5 separate regions of the Mus musculus genome follow, and regions 1, 2, 3 and 4 are each linked to region 5. The links are chromatin contacts, called in public ChIA-PET, HiCAR-type and HiChIP or PLAC-seq maps. All regions are on one chromosome and are shown on one strand. Each heading gives the region's core, a stretch centred on a gene start, on an enhancer-like site or on the middle of the called end of the contact. The rest is flanking DNA. Distances are from core to core; before and after follow the strand shown. Region 1 holds the start of Slamf6 (SLAM family member 6). Region 2 has its middle 43 kb from the start of Vangl2. Region 3 overlaps Slamf6 (SLAM family member 6). Region 4 has its middle 47 kb from the start of Gm37065. Region 5 overlaps Slamf1 (signaling lymphocytic activation molecule family member 1).

Region 1 (2,700 bases), core at 181-2,680, 130 kb before region 5:
TCTTTGCTTTATTTTTTCAAGATTATTTGTCCTAAGCCAGTGCACATTTTACCTGTTTATAGTTTATCTTCCCTGCCAAGACGTTAATTCCGCAGAACAGAAATTGTGTTGACTTAGTTCCTGAAACGCCCACAGTGCCGTGCATTCAGTGGTCATTTAGTGAATGGTTTATCAAATGACTTAATGAACCTTGCTTTCTTTTTCTTTCTGTTGTCAATTTGTCTAGATAGCTCTATATCTGCAGTATGTCTTGGTTTGTGTGTGTGCATGCACACAGGTGTTTGTTACTGAAAGTTTTAGTCAAGTGATTTGTTTTTATTTTTATTGGTTTTTTTCAGCTACCTGATGACTAATAGAATTTTCAAAAGTTATTTAAATTGCCATAGTCTAAGTTACTTGTAGCTATTAATAGAATAAATTCACAAACACGTTATGGACATCTAAATGTAATGCATGTTTAATAATTAGCTCATTTTCTGGAATAAAATAAATGCTAGGCTACCTATTGGTTCTTTTTTTTTTTCTTCAATGAATTCTCTCGGGGCTAGGTCTGTGTTAGTAGCCATTGCTTGATCTCCTGTTTTAGAACACTACGCTTCAGTCCAGATAGGCACCCTCTGAGTTCTTAAAGACAGTGAGAGCTTTCCAGATAGCAGGGAGAAGAAGCAGGCTCAGTCAATCCCTTCCTAATTGCAGTGTGAAAGCGTTGGTGGGTTTTCAGTATCTGAGCGAAGAGTGAAGCTCGGGAAAGATAATGAAGCCCCCTGAAGTCGCACAGTATCACAGTAGTTAAATTGTAGATCTTTTTCCCGCTTAAACTTATTTTTGTACCACAATACGCTGGTCACGAACAGTCCTGACTTACAAAGACTCATTTTCCATATCTCAGAAAACACTTCCCTTCCCCTTGGCCCCCAGCCGAAGTGTTTGCTCTGAATCAGTCCCGTGGCAGTCTGCGGGAAGCAGTTCGCTAGGACCACGGTGAGCTTTCTAAGTCTCTGAATAGAGAACTGGGCAGTCAACCTGACCAAGAGGAGCAAGGCATTCCAAAGAAGGAACTCACTCAGTGACTCAATCAGTTTCCACAGACGTTTTTTACCTGAGCCGAGGCAGAAGACAAGTGGAAAGAGCCAGACCATCCTCTGACAGGCGGAGTCGGGTGCTGGAGCCCTTGAGACAGCCATTCTTTCATAAGCTTGTCGCTGAGACTTTCTGTTCCCCTATTGATGAGAGCTCTTCCTCTATGTTAGCAAACCTTTGGTTGTCGTGATTAACTTCACACTTGGCTTACAAGAATATCTTTTGTAAGCTAAGACTCTTAGCAGTAGGGAACGTGGAACTTGAACGGGCCATCTTCTGTAACCAGGCAAGACTTCTGGTGGAGGGACTGGGACACCAACCCAGCCACAAAAACCTTCTACTTATGATTTGTCTTGCCAGCAAGATGTGCTGGGGTAAAGGTGACACAGAAATTGTGGGAGTGGCCAATCAGTGACTGGTCCATCTTAAGACCTATGCCAGGACGGGGAGCCCACTCCTGATACTGTGTGGAGAGCCATGAAGCAGAGGCTGGATAGCCCAGAGACACAACAAACAAACAAACAAACAAACAAACAAACAAACCAACCATAGCAAAACAAATCTGCTATACTTGAGGCAGGAGCCTAGCCCAGTTGTCATCAGAGAGGCTTCACCCAGCAACTGATGGAAACAGATGCAGAGATCCAGAGTCAAACATCCTGTGGAGCTTGGGGAATCTTGCAGAAGAGGTGGAGGAAGGATTGTTGGAGACAAAGGGGTCAAGGACACCTCAAGAAAACCTACAGAATCAATTAGCCTGGGTTCATGGGGCGCTCACAGAGACTGAAGTGGCAACTAGGGACCCTGCATGGTTCTAACCTAGGTGCTATATATATATATATATATATATATATATATTATATATATAATGATTATGTAGCTTGGTCTTCTAGTAGGACTTCCAACAGTGGGATAGGGGGCTGTCTCTGACTCTTGCCTGATTTTGGGACTCTTCCTCCTATTGGGTTGCCTAGTCCTTATGAGGGGAGGTACCTAGTTTTATTGCAACTGGATATGCCTTGTTTGGTTGATATCCCTGAGAGACTTGCTCTTTTCTGGAGCGAAAAGGAAGAGAACTGGATGGAGGGGGCTGAGGGAGGTGTTGGGGGAAGTAAGGGGGGAGGGGAAAGACTGGGAGGGAGGAGAGAGGGAAACTGCTGTCAGGGATGTAATATATATGAGAGAAGAATACCTTGAAAAAGAAAGGAAATACCTTGAATGATTTTAACTTAGAAATTTTTAGAGAGACTTAAATCGTGTCCTCTCTACGCACTTGAGAAAATGTTCACCTTGTCTGTGCCATCTTCTGTAATGCTTGTCAGATCTTACTCGTTTATAATGTGGCTCAGTTGTTATTTTTTTTTGCCCCAATCCCTGTGGTTCTGACCTCGGAAGATTCGGATGCTGGAGGCTTGGTCTCCAGTATGTTGATGCAGATGTGGTGGCAACTTTGAGAAGGTCCAAGTAGAAAAGTATTAGGTCATTGATGGTGCTCTGAGAGTGGGCTGTCAGGTATGCAAATGCCTTTGAACCACCCCCACGCCTACAGATAACCCCTCATCCGTGCACCTGTCAGTAACCTCAAAGAACTAATCCGGACTTGTGAGGGCTGTTTCTTTG
Region 2 (2,700 bases), core at 134-2,633, 200 kb before region 5:
CATAGGAGGCAGATGGAGGGAGGGAACAGGGTGGGGGAGGGGATAGGGAGAGGAATGGGGGAGGAGTTCAGGATCAGGTGTGGGGAGGGGCAAGAGGGATGGTCAGATTGCTATGAGAATGAATAGACATCTACAACTAATGGGGCGGGGAGGTAGGGGCATCTCCAGGAAGAGACAGAGAACTGGAATAAGGGAGGCGTCCAAGAATCAACAGAGTGACCTTAGCTGTGACTCACTACATTGGGGATATGGAACCTGAAGGGGCCACCTTCTGTAGCCAGGCAGGGACCCCAGTAGAGCAATAGAGACACCAATCTACCCACAAGACTTTTGATGCAAAATTTATCCTGTCTACAAGAAATGCAGGGACAGGGGATAGAGCAGAGATTGAGGGAACAGCCAACCAATAACCCATTCAACTAGAGACCCATCCCATGGGCAAGCACCAGTCCCTGACACTATTCATGAGACTGTTATGCTTGCAGCCAGGAGTCTAGCATGACTGTCCCCTGAGATGCTCCACCTAGCAGCTGACTCAGACAGATGTGGACACCCACAGCCAAACAGTGGATGGAGCTTGGGAACACTTATGGAAGAATTGGAGGAATGATTGTGACCCCAAAGGTGATAGGCACTCCATAGGAAGACCAGCTAACCTGGACCCTTGAGGCTCCCAGGGACTGAACCACCAATGAATGTATGAGCATACATGGGCTGGACCTAGGCCTCCCTGCACATATGTGCAGCTTGGTCTTCATGTGGGTCCTGAACAGCTGGAATAAGAGGCTATCTCAAAAGCTGTTGCCTGTATGTGCGATATGTTCTTCTAGCTGGGCTGCCTTGTCTGGCCTCAGTGGGAGCTGATTCCCCTTGCCTGGCAGAGACTTGATGTGCCAGGGTGGGGGAATACTCAGAGGGACCCCCACCCATTTGGAGGATAAGGGGAGGGGAGATGGGAGAAAGAGGAGGGGGGATGGGAGAAGGATTATGGGAGGGAGTGGCTGGGAGGGGGGCAGTGAGAAGGATGTAAAATGAATAAGTAAGAAAAAAAATAAAGCAAAACAAAAACAAAGAACATCTGGCTGATCTGGAGCTAACAGAGCTCTACCTGGCTCTGCCTCCCCCAGTACTAGAACTAAAGACATGAACCACTATGACCAGAAACATGCCTCTTTTATTATTATTATTTTTTTAAAGCTAGCATACAAGGTAATGGGTTTAATGTGACATCTTCAAACATACTTTATATTTTGTTCCTTTTGTTTTAAGCATGAGCTTGTTTAGACTAGGGCTTGTAAATTTTCTTATTCTTCTGGATATAGACTGAACTTCCAGCCTGTCATGCCTCTTGCTTACATAGTGGGGTGAAGTAGTTTGTGGGTGCCGTGGGGACTGCTGTCACAGCCCTTCCTGTTTATGGCAGGAACCTCCTACTCCCTACATGTTAAGAAAATAGTTTGAAAACTGTTGAGTTGGTTTTTTGTTGTTGTTGTTTGCTTCTTTGGTTGCTTCAGAGTAGAACCACCAAGTTGTTTGCTGGCTCTGGTGAGGCAGAATCATCTGAAGCAGAAAGCAGCCTGCAGTGTCAGGAAAGGGACCTTGCAGATGCCTAGCTGCTGCTCCCAGCCCTGGGAGTCTTGTCTGACCACAGCCTTTATCTGTGAATGTATGGGGTTGCACTGGCTGATTTTAACGAGACATCTTTTCTCTCTTCTCTTCGTTTTCCTTCTTTCCTTTTTTCTTTTCTTTCCCTCCAACCCTTTCCCATCTTACTCTCTTTCTTTCCCACTCATCTCCCTTCTCTTCCTCTCCCATCCCCTTTTGGGCAGGATTCTGGGCCATGTCCAAAACTGGTTGTGTACTCCCCATCTTCCCAGCTGACTAAAGAGCTAGGATTACAGGCATGCACCACTATGCTCACCTTTCAGTCGGCTTTTTAGAAAAGAAATGATGTGTGCATGCCACAACCATTGTGTGGAGAACAGATGACAACCCTGGATGCCAGTCTCTCCTTCCTCCTTGTCTGGGACAGGAGCTCTTTGTTGTTGGCTGCTGTGTAAACCTGGCTTGCTAGCTCATACACTTTTTGGCGATCTCTTGCCTCCTCCCTCCGTCTTGCTGCAGAAGTACTGGGGCTTCATGTTCTCTTATATTTGATATTATCTCTATACCGAGGGCAGTGCTTTTGTTATTTGAGAGGTATTTGGTGGTATCTCAGTAGTTTTGATTTGCATTTCTAGATTGTTAGAGAAGTTGAGAAATTTCCACGTCTTGATAGATTGTCTGGATTTCCCCTTTGTGCTTTGGGAAATGCCTGTTCACCTCTGTTTCATTCTCAATTCATTATATGTTTCTGGATGTTAGTCCTTCATTGGTCATTTATGCTGTCAACATTGCCTCCCAGTTTGTAGCTTGGCTTTCCACTTTCTTTTTGTTTTTGTTAGGTGAACAGGTTTGGAAAAATTGAATGAATGAATGAATGAATAGCGTTTCTTCTTAAAATACCTTGCAAAGAAATCTCTTCTTAAGCTAAAGTCACGAAGATATTCTGTGGCTCCTTTAAGATCATACAGTGTCTTTCCAGACCCTTCTTCTGTCAGCATTCCTGGAATTCAGGGTTATGTGTGGTGGCAAGAAGCATAGAGAGATCCCATTCTTTTAATGTAATTTATTAAACAAAACAAAGCAGAAATGCAGTCC
Region 3 (2,700 bases), core at 136-2,635, 160 kb before region 5:
CATTGGCTGGCTCTGTTGCCTGCCTTTGGATCCCTTTCCCCTAACTGGGCTGCCTTGTCTGGCCACAACAGGAAAAGATGTGCCTAGTCCTACTGCAACCTGATATGCCAAGGTGGGTCGATATCCATGGGAGGACCCCCTTTTCTGACAGAAGGGGAGGAGAATCCGGGGCGTGAGGGGGTGGGGCTAGGGGGAGAGGAGGAAGGGGAAGCTGTGACTGGGATGTAAAAGAAATGAAATGAATGCAAATAAGTAAATTAATGAACAAAAGGAAAGAAAACCCAAAGTGAATGGTTCTCTGATGCACAAAGCAGTAGTAACAACAGAAACCCTCAGGTCCTAGGTGGATCTCTACATACATTTAGATACTTAGCTGCCGTATGGGCTGATGATCCCTGCTTTGGGTTGTTGGTGAGCATGCTCCCAGCAGGAGTTGGGAACAGTAAATGGGCAAAAAGCGTGACTGCCCCTCACAGTCTTCTCCTTTAGGAGTTTACCCCACAAAGCCTGCGTCAGCTGGGGAGAGAGGTGTTTGCTTGGGGAATCCAAGCCTTTTAGCTGGGCCGTTGCTTCACTTCCATTATTTCAAGACTGCCAGGAGAGGCCCTTTGTCCTGTGAAGGCTCTATGTCCCAGTGTGGGGGAATGCCAGGGCCAGGAAGTGGGAGTGGGTGAGTTGGTGAGCAGGGGGAGGGTGGGAGGGTGTTTTTCGGAGGGGAAACCAAGAAAGGGAATAACACTTGAAATGTAAATAAAGAAAATATCCAATAAGGAAAAAAAAAAAAGAATGCCAAGTTCTTTAGGCTTTTTTTTTTTTTCTTTTAGAAGACTTGAGAATTGGCTCCCCAGTCTATCTACTTATTTTAGAAAAGTGCCCCCACAATGGTCTCATTCATGGGTAGTGGGGACCCTGGCGCGTGACCAAGGCCATCCTACTATGTGAGAGTTCTCTTCCATAGCTGTAGCTCGTTCCCTTTATTGTTTAAGGCTTGTGATACTTGGCCTCCTTCTCTCTTGAGACACTACTCTAAGTTCTCATGAACTCTACTTCCTGGATGACACCCCCTCCCAGCTTATGATCTCCTTTGATCTAGTCAAATGTGGCAAGGGAAAAGGAGAGTCTCTAACTTGTATTTTCAAGCAGGTTATAGTAACCCTGAAGCACAAAGACTGCCTGATGGGTTAAGCAGACAGAGAACACTGGGAAGCGAGCGAGGGGAAGCATTATCTTAAAGGCCATCAGGGCAGACACTGGGTGTCAGCTCTGCGGTTGCCTTCTCCAATAGAGAAGGCTGACGATTGTGGTGATGTGCTTGGGGGGGGGATCACGGTAACAACAGCAACAGTGGAGAACAGAGCTGAGAGGACTTACCTGCATTGGACGAGTGACTTGTGCATACACAGTGTTCCCTGGAGAGCCTGGGCCATCTGTGCTCTGGGAGGACTCTGTATGGTTAACACACACAAAAGGTACAGCTGTCAGTGGTAGGACTCTGGGGTGAGTCTGCACAGGATCTTGTGTCTTGCTGGCCTCTAGAACACCCCCTGCAAAGCAGTTGTTTCAAGACTGACCCCCCTTTAAGGACTCTCTCTCCACCTCCCAATCTTTTGAGTTCAGTGCTAAACAAGAACTATCGTATGGTCTATTTCTAACCTCACTTCTTGGGTGAGGGTGTGGGTGGTATTCTTATGATTCAGAGTCTCAGTGATTCCCTCATGTCAACACACTTGAAGGACTAAATACCACAGTCTGCGAGATCTCTGGAGACAGTTTTCACAGCCCCGTCTGACAGATTTGACAATTTTAGAGATGAGGAATTTCGGGCTCAAGGGTGCTTAGTGGACTTGTACAGAGTCGCTTAGGAAGAGAGGGACAGGAGTGAGAATGCAGGTCTTCTGATCCCTGACCTCATGCCCTCTCTTCAACAATGGTATCTTGAAACTATCACCCATGAGACGAGACTCAGAAAACGAGCCTGCATCTACATCTCTTTCTCACACATCTATCCAATGTCTCAACTTTGGTTGAGTCTCAGTGGCGGAGTCACAGAGCCTAGTTTTGAGTGTTTTATGCTCCAAGTGACAGTGCATGTGTGGTTCATGGACCCTTTTCGCCGGGACTTGTGTTCTCCATCAGAAAGGAAGTTAGTGATCTTGACCTTGCTCTAGAAGAGTGTGATGCCCCTCACATACTTGGGAGGAATGCTGTAGGTCTCGTGGTTACCAGCTAGTCTTTCTGACACCACAGGGTCCAGATGAATAGTAATGCTCACTCTTTATCCCTCTGGCCAGCCCCTCTTCTCTTTCATTTACCTCTTCCTGTCTGCTTTACGTTTTGTAGTTAGAGGCTGCATGCTCACCTGGATGTTGGCTAGTCAAAGGAAGAGAACCTGGGAAATGAAAGCAGGAAGGTGGAACACGTGAGTTCGGTGAGAGAATATTTCCTCCATCCTTCTCCACCAGGCATCTTTCCAAAGGATGCAGGCAACGGAACCCAAATGAAGGGCAAGTGAGCAAGTGGATCCCGAGGCCGGGTACTGCTCTTCTCAGTAGGACACCTCCCTTATGTATTAACAGAAACCTGGTCACATGCTGGGCATCATCCCAGTGGACTAATTCAGCCAGAAGTTGTGTCCATCCTCCCTTGACCCCTGGCAACCAGAGGCCCCAGACTCTAAACAGCTGCAATCTTACAGCAGAT
Region 4 (2,700 bases), core at 112-2,611, 180 kb before region 5:
AGGGAGAGGGAGAGGGAGGAGAGGGAGAGGGAGAGAGAGGGAGGCGAGGGAGAGGGAGGAGAGGGAGAGGGAGAGCACATGGATAGTAACTGGCAGGAACAGAGCCTGAATCCAGGTCCCCCTGATTTCAAAGTTTGATCTCTTTTTCTCTTGATAACCATAGATAAATTCTTATGGAGTCCTGGATCTGGGGTTTTGGATTCATATCCTGCATTGGCATGAACAATCTTATACTGGAGCTCCCGACTCAGTGTTATGTCTTACCCATTCACCACTGTGTTTAAGTTTTCCATTTTGTAAGCTGTGGAACATTAGACCAATACTTAAAAAAAAAATCCACTCTACAGAGAATTGCATTGGTGAGGAGGTTCGTGAATGGGTGGGTAGGAAAAAAAAACATTAGAAGAAGAACTAACCTTTATTGAGCATCTTGCATTATGTGTCAGGTAAGCTCTGTGATAGGTTATTTACATATAATACTTAATTTATTCAGAGTTAATCATTTATGCAGCTCATAGAGCATAGTAATGGGCCAATTAGGATGACACTAGCCACTAAGTGTCCTAACAGTAGAGCTATGCTGATCAGGATTGCTGGGATAGGCCAAGTGCCTTACCCAAGGCTGGTCAGTGGGGAAGGCCAGCATTTACTCTTAGAACCATCACACAACTGACTCTGCCCTCTTCTGATTACTTGACCACGTTAGACAGGGTAGCCACACAAAGGCCAGCTGCCATTGCCAGAGGCAAATGTGCTGATATCACCTGGATAAGGAGAAACAAGGCTAAGAAGTTTCATCTCTATGGTTACTCTCCCTCCCTCCCATTCCCTCTCTCTCCCCTCCTTCCCTCCATCATTCCCTCCCTCCCTCCCTTCCTTCCTCCCTTTCTTTTTATTTTAAGGTCTAAGTGTTTTGTCTGAATGTATGTCTGTGTACCATGTGTGCCTGGTGCCCTTGAAAGTCAGAAGAAGACATTGGATCCGCTAGAACTGGAACTAGAGGTGCTTATGAGCCAACATGTGGACGCTGGGAATTGAACCCAGGTCCCCTGGAAGAGGAGCCAGCGTTCTTCACCACTGAGCTGGTTGCTCCATTTCTCCACAGTTACCCTTTCAAAAGACTTCTGGTTTTTCTCTTTGGAAAAAAAAAATCTTTATTTCTCATGCTTCTAGTAAACCAACTTGGAGTCCAATTAGAAGCCTCAACATCTTTTGTTCAAAGCTCTAATTCCTGCCAGAGGTGTTGACAAACACCTTTAATCTCAGCATTTGAGAGGCAGAGGCAGAGGTAGTTCTAGGAAGGCCAGGACTTAGAAAGAGACCCTGTCTCAAAGCAAAACAAACGGAAAAACCCTTTGCTTCCTGTTTTTGAGATAGCGTCCCTCATCCTTGTCTTAGCGCCTTTAAATCTACAAAACAACACACAAGTAAGAAAGAGGGGTAAAAGAAAGAAGGCCAAGAAGAGGGTAGGAGAGATGGAAAGAAGGAATCAGAGAAAGGAATGGGGAGAGAGTTGCGGTGGGGAGGAGAGCATGCACACATGAGCTGGGGTGGGTCTGGAGCTTGTATCTACCTGTTTAATCTAGACAGTGACTGGAAAGTTTGCAAATTCAGAAGTCATTTCTGGCTTCCTAACAGTTTTCAACATCAAAGGTTTTAGGAGGCCTGGACAGATTCACTCAACACTTGAGCTGTGAAAATCATGAGGGGACGGACGGAGGTGAGGGTGAGAGGTAGGTGTGATAATTGCTTCAGGAACAACCAAGGGCACACAGGAAGGAAGCTGTCACAAAGGAGGGAAAGGGATGGCTCACTCACTTTCCTTAACCCCCTCACCTAGAAGATTGTTTCCATTAGCTTCCCTTTCATAAGTCCCTCTGTGATGGAGCATCCTCACCTTTTCCAAGGACACCATCCACTTCCTGACTTCCGTTTCATTTTGACTCCTCGTGAGCCATCTTCCTTCTGGGTGCTATGTTTGGTACTTATTGTTATTGATGAAAACTGTGGGCGAGCCGATGATTTGTTCGCAGGTCATTTAGAAACTGATCCTACTTGCTGAACTCTGAGAACAAAAAGGCTCTTGGTCTTAGGAAAGTCTCAGTGCGGCTGCTTTTGTTCTGAAATGGAAACAGTTGTTTAGTAAAGCGTTGAAAATCCTTGTGAATTACAGAGTAATGAGTATGTTTTAGTTTTCCAAGGTGGGTAAGGTGCTAGTTTAAAAGAGAAAAAAAGGATAAAGACTTTGGTTCATAGCAGTGGCCAATTTCTGTGGAAGCGTTTGTACCATGTCCACCAGATATAGTATTTCATTGTAAGGCAAGCAGATATAAAGAACTTCAAGACCAACAGTAGGCTTCAAGGAAGAATGATTTTAGGGGCCTGGGAGGGTGATACTTGGTAAGAATAACCCTGTGTAGGAATGACTAAGGAACTCTGAATATAGTGACTCAAAGCATGTAATATTAATGTTTTCTATTATTTTGAAAATATATTAATTTTTATATGTGTATGAAGGCCCATACATTGATGGTGAGGGTCTTCCTTTCTCAGTTATCTCTCTCTTTTTTGTTTTATGTTTTTGTTTATTTTTGAGATGGGGTTTCTCCCTGGGTCTGGGGCTCATTAATTGACTAGACAGACTAGCCAGCAAGCACTGGGTATTTGTCACTCCTCCGATCACAGCACTAGAGTCACAGA
Region 5 (2,700 bases), core at 138-2,637:
TCCCTCTCTCCTCCCCCTCCCTCCCTCCCTTCCTTCCTTCTTTCCCTCCTTCCTCTTTCTTTTTGTCATTGTTGCTGAGAGGGGCTCTTTCTTTGAGGCTAGGCTGGCCTAGAAGGTGCTGAGTAGCCTTGCAAGCATCCTATCTCAGCCTCCCCAGTATAAGAGGCAGGTGCCTGTTCCCTTAGCTGCTGCTCATCTTCTGTATGAACAGTATCTTCCCATTTCTCAGATCATCCAGGCCACATCTATATTCCTATGTCTTAAGTACTATGAACCTTCCAGTTAGAAATTTTAGTAGTAGTCTCTTTAAAATAATGGTTTTTCATCTAGTAAAATGCACTTTGTCACCAAACTCCCACTTAGATAAAAAAAAAAAAATCTTTAAAGGTAGTCTCTGGGTCTATTCCTTTTTTTAAAAAATACACTCTCTTATTTCACCAGATATAGAATATGAAGACACTCTATATACATTTGATGAACTTAAATGACTGAATACAAATGGATCATAGAGAACTGACACGTATTCTTTTGTTAAAAATTATCAGAGTGCTAAATACATGAAGGTCTCAGAAGGCATGCTGGGTTACTTTCTGAATGCCCTGAGACAAAGAAAGTACCAATGACCTATCTGACATAGCTTTGTAATAACAACATGAATCTGGAAAAATGTGCTTTTTGGAGGCACCCACAACACATGACCTATGCTCCCATTTCCAAACCAGAAGATCTCTCTCTCTCTCTCTCTCTCTCTCTCTCTCTCTCTCTCTCTCTCTCTCTCTCTCTCTCTCTCTCTCTCTCTCTCTCCCTCTCCTGTTGCTCATTCATGTAGTGAGGCCTCTCAGGATGGTGGTTCTCAGAAATCTGATAAAAGTCCTTGGCTCTACAGGCCCTTCATTCACAAAGAAACAGTATCTCAACTAACTTTCTCTCTCTCTTTCTTTTTCTTTCTTTCTTTCCTTTTTCCTTTCCTTTTTTTTTAAACCAAAAGTATGATGCCTTTCTCCCTGCAGAAACCCCTCAGAGTCAGCTAAGTGGGCTGACTGAAAACACCTGTGCTATTTAGAGGAGCAAGTACTTTACATGAATCTCTACCCTGTAGTCCTTCTGCGGTATTAGATGTGAGTTGAACAAGAAAACCTGCACAGAGCCACACCTCCCTCCAAGGAAAATGCTAGCAATCTTCTTTTCCTTTTAGTCTTTGAAAATTGGTTGTCACAGCAACACAAAAGCTTCTCTCCCTTCAAGTCCTTAAATCATATTATTTAAGGAACAGAAAAAGAAAACAAAACAGAACCCAAGAAACGAATGTAGTTCATCCCAGGAGCCTCTGAGATGCTCACATAACGGTCTGAGAGTACCGGATCTCTTTCCGGCCTTTCATGTGGTTTTTCTCAGCAAGGTTTCTGGCATGGAGCACAGCTCCTTGAAGAAGTTGACACTCTTCAAGAGATGCCTTCTTAGTGGTAGTTTCCAGTGAGAATTGGGGGATGGGAGGAGGATACCAATTTCAAGTCTGGGAACATCTAAGAAAGTTATTATATGGAACCCAAACCTTCTGGAAACACCCTCCACAGCAGCCTGTTCCACCTAGATAATGTTGCAAAGGATACCAACCAATCATTTCTCCTATCCTTTCCTGGCAGAATGAGTCAGCTCTGGACACACAGTTGCCCAGCTAACAACTGTACTGCTTAGCTTTCCTGGTAAGAGGTATGGCCACATAATGAGGCTGTAACTGACTCGAAGTGTTCCACCTCTACCTTTCACCACTATTGTCAGGTTTGCTTGATGGGGCTGATATTGCAGAGGACATAACCATGGGCACGGAATGTCTAGGCGACTATGGAAATGAGACTTTGCTAGACTGGGGTAGGGGACACTGTGGAGCCCCAGTGTCAGCCTTTTCTTCCACTGAGCCAGTGTTTTGATAATTTCTTGAAAAAAGTTCTTCTTTTTAGTGTGGGCCTCCAGGGGCATTCCCTTCTCGCTGAATATTTAAGATTTTGAATCAATCATCCTTACACAGACATAATACTTTCAAAACATACTGATTAAGGACAGCAGCAAGCCCCACACAGTCCCACACCTGTCAACCCATGTTTGCATGCTTCATATAAAGGTAAAGCCCAGGAATGTAGGCCTTGGCATAAGAGACTGTATTATAATGGACATTGACGATGTACACAATTTCTAAGTGGCCACTGGATCAGGGATGATTATATGACTGTGGGCCTAGACAAATGTCATTGAAACTTCTTCCCAAGGAACAAACACACCCATGCACAGCTCAGCCTCACATCAAAAGGGTGTGCCAATATCACACTATATTTGTTCTTAGAGTATCATGAGTGACTTTGAGGTTTTCTTCCATTAAAGTGAAAATGTCCTCAAAACCAACTCTCCCGACTTACTGATTGCAATGTCTGATGAACCGTCAGCCTACCCTGAAGTTTCATTCCAGGACGGAGGTCTCCCTTGGAGCACACTGCATAAGAAGTCTTTGTTACACTAACAGTTGCTGCTTTGACCCAGGCCCCAGCACGTATGGATGGATTGTTGTCATAATGTTCTCCTATAACTAATTTCTTTTTCTTTTGTCTCTTGCTGACCCCAGTCTATTCTCTACACGGTAAAACCTCAATAGCTGTTTCGTCAATGTAAAAGCAATGCCTTAAAAATTCGCAACTTCCATTTGCAACT

The links. ChIA-PET counts read pairs in DNA pulled down with a chosen protein or histone mark. HiCAR-type assays count read pairs that join an accessible place to other places. HiChIP or PLAC-seq counts read pairs in DNA pulled down with a chosen protein or histone mark.
Region 1: a Foxp3 HiChIP or PLAC-seq map of regulatory T cells shows a contact between it and region 5, with 7 times the contacts expected there. The contact joins the promoter of Slamf6 here to the enhancer-like site in region 5. A contact is called at or near these places in 1 of 15 datasets of contacts at CTCF or cohesin (CD8 T cells), 2 of 484 Hi-C or Micro-C datasets (CD4 T cells and regulatory T cells), 2 of 115 datasets of contacts at active chromatin or transcription factors (both in regulatory T cells) and 4 of 9 other capture datasets (adipose tissue, liver, macrophages and 1 more).
Region 2: a HiCAR-type map of Th17 cells shows a contact between it and region 5, with 3 times the contacts expected there. The contact joins two enhancer-like sites. A contact is called at or near these places in 2 of 39 promoter capture datasets (hippocampal neurons and stem cell-derived epiblast-like cells), 1 of 484 Hi-C or Micro-C datasets (bone marrow-derived macrophages) and 4 of 115 datasets of contacts at active chromatin or transcription factors (CD8 T cells, Th17 cells, memory CD8 T cells and 1 more).
Region 3: a contact with region 5 is called in an RNA polymerase II ChIA-PET map of effector CD8 T cells, with 5 read pairs. The contact joins two enhancer-like sites. A contact is called at or near these places in 2 of 39 promoter capture datasets (hematopoietic stem and progenitor cells and neutrophils), 1 of 484 Hi-C or Micro-C datasets (bone marrow-derived macrophages), 2 of 115 datasets of contacts at active chromatin or transcription factors (double positive thymocytes and effector CD8 T cells) and 4 of 9 other capture datasets (adipose tissue, embryonic stem cells, liver and 1 more).
Region 4: an RNA polymerase II ChIA-PET map of effector CD8 T cells shows a contact between it and region 5, with 8 read pairs. The contact joins two enhancer-like sites. A contact is called at or near these places in 1 of 39 promoter capture datasets (pre-B cells), 2 of 484 Hi-C or Micro-C datasets (bone marrow-derived macrophages and nephron progenitors) and 1 of 115 datasets of contacts at active chromatin or transcription factors (effector CD8 T cells).

Annotation. Positions count from the first base shown.
Region 1 is chr1:171,916,192-171,918,891 of GRCm38.p6, reverse strand. It overlaps Slamf6 (SLAM family member 6), which reads right to left and starts at 1,430. Exons shown (of 9, transcript NM_001347186.1): 1 at 1,100-1,430. The coding sequence starts at 1,184. All of the region lies in intron 1 of Gm37065 (predicted gene, 37065), which reads left to right.
Region 2 is chr1:171,982,499-171,985,198 of GRCm38.p6, reverse strand. No RefSeq gene overlaps it. Among named protein-coding and RNA genes, the nearest start is that of Vangl2, 43 kb to the left of the region's middle. Within about 2 kb of position 1,383, at least 21 of the 459 cell types and tissues checked have an H3K27ac peak or open chromatin away from gene starts, as enhancers often do. A contact at or near this core is called in Th17 cells, memory CD8 T cells and regulatory T cells, where this site is marked.
Region 3 is chr1:171,938,141-171,940,840 of GRCm38.p6, reverse strand. It overlaps Slamf6 (SLAM family member 6), which reads right to left. Exons shown (of 9, transcript NM_001347186.1): 5 at 2,360-2,389; 6 at 1,372-1,445. Among named protein-coding and RNA genes, the nearest start is that of Gm37065, 20 kb to the right of the region's middle. Within about 2 kb of position 1,385, at least 35 of the 459 cell types and tissues checked have an H3K27ac peak or open chromatin away from gene starts, as enhancers often do. A contact at or near this core is called in double positive thymocytes and effector CD8 T cells, where this site is marked.
Region 4 is chr1:171,965,247-171,967,946 of GRCm38.p6, reverse strand. No RefSeq gene overlaps it. Among named protein-coding and RNA genes, the nearest start is that of Gm37065, 47 kb to the right of the region's middle. Within about 2 kb of position 1,361, at least 28 of the 459 cell types and tissues checked have an H3K27ac peak or open chromatin away from gene starts, as enhancers often do. A contact at or near this core is called in effector CD8 T cells, where this site is marked.
Region 5 is chr1:171,781,393-171,784,092 of GRCm38.p6, reverse strand. The region is part of intron 3 of Slamf1 (signaling lymphocytic activation molecule family member 1); the gene reads right to left. Among named protein-coding and RNA genes, the nearest start is that of Slamf1, 16 kb to the right of the region's middle. Within about 2 kb of position 1,387, at least 32 of the 459 cell types and tissues checked have an H3K27ac peak or open chromatin away from gene starts, as enhancers often do. A contact at or near this core is called in CD8 T cells, Th17 cells, double positive thymocytes and 3 more, where this site is marked.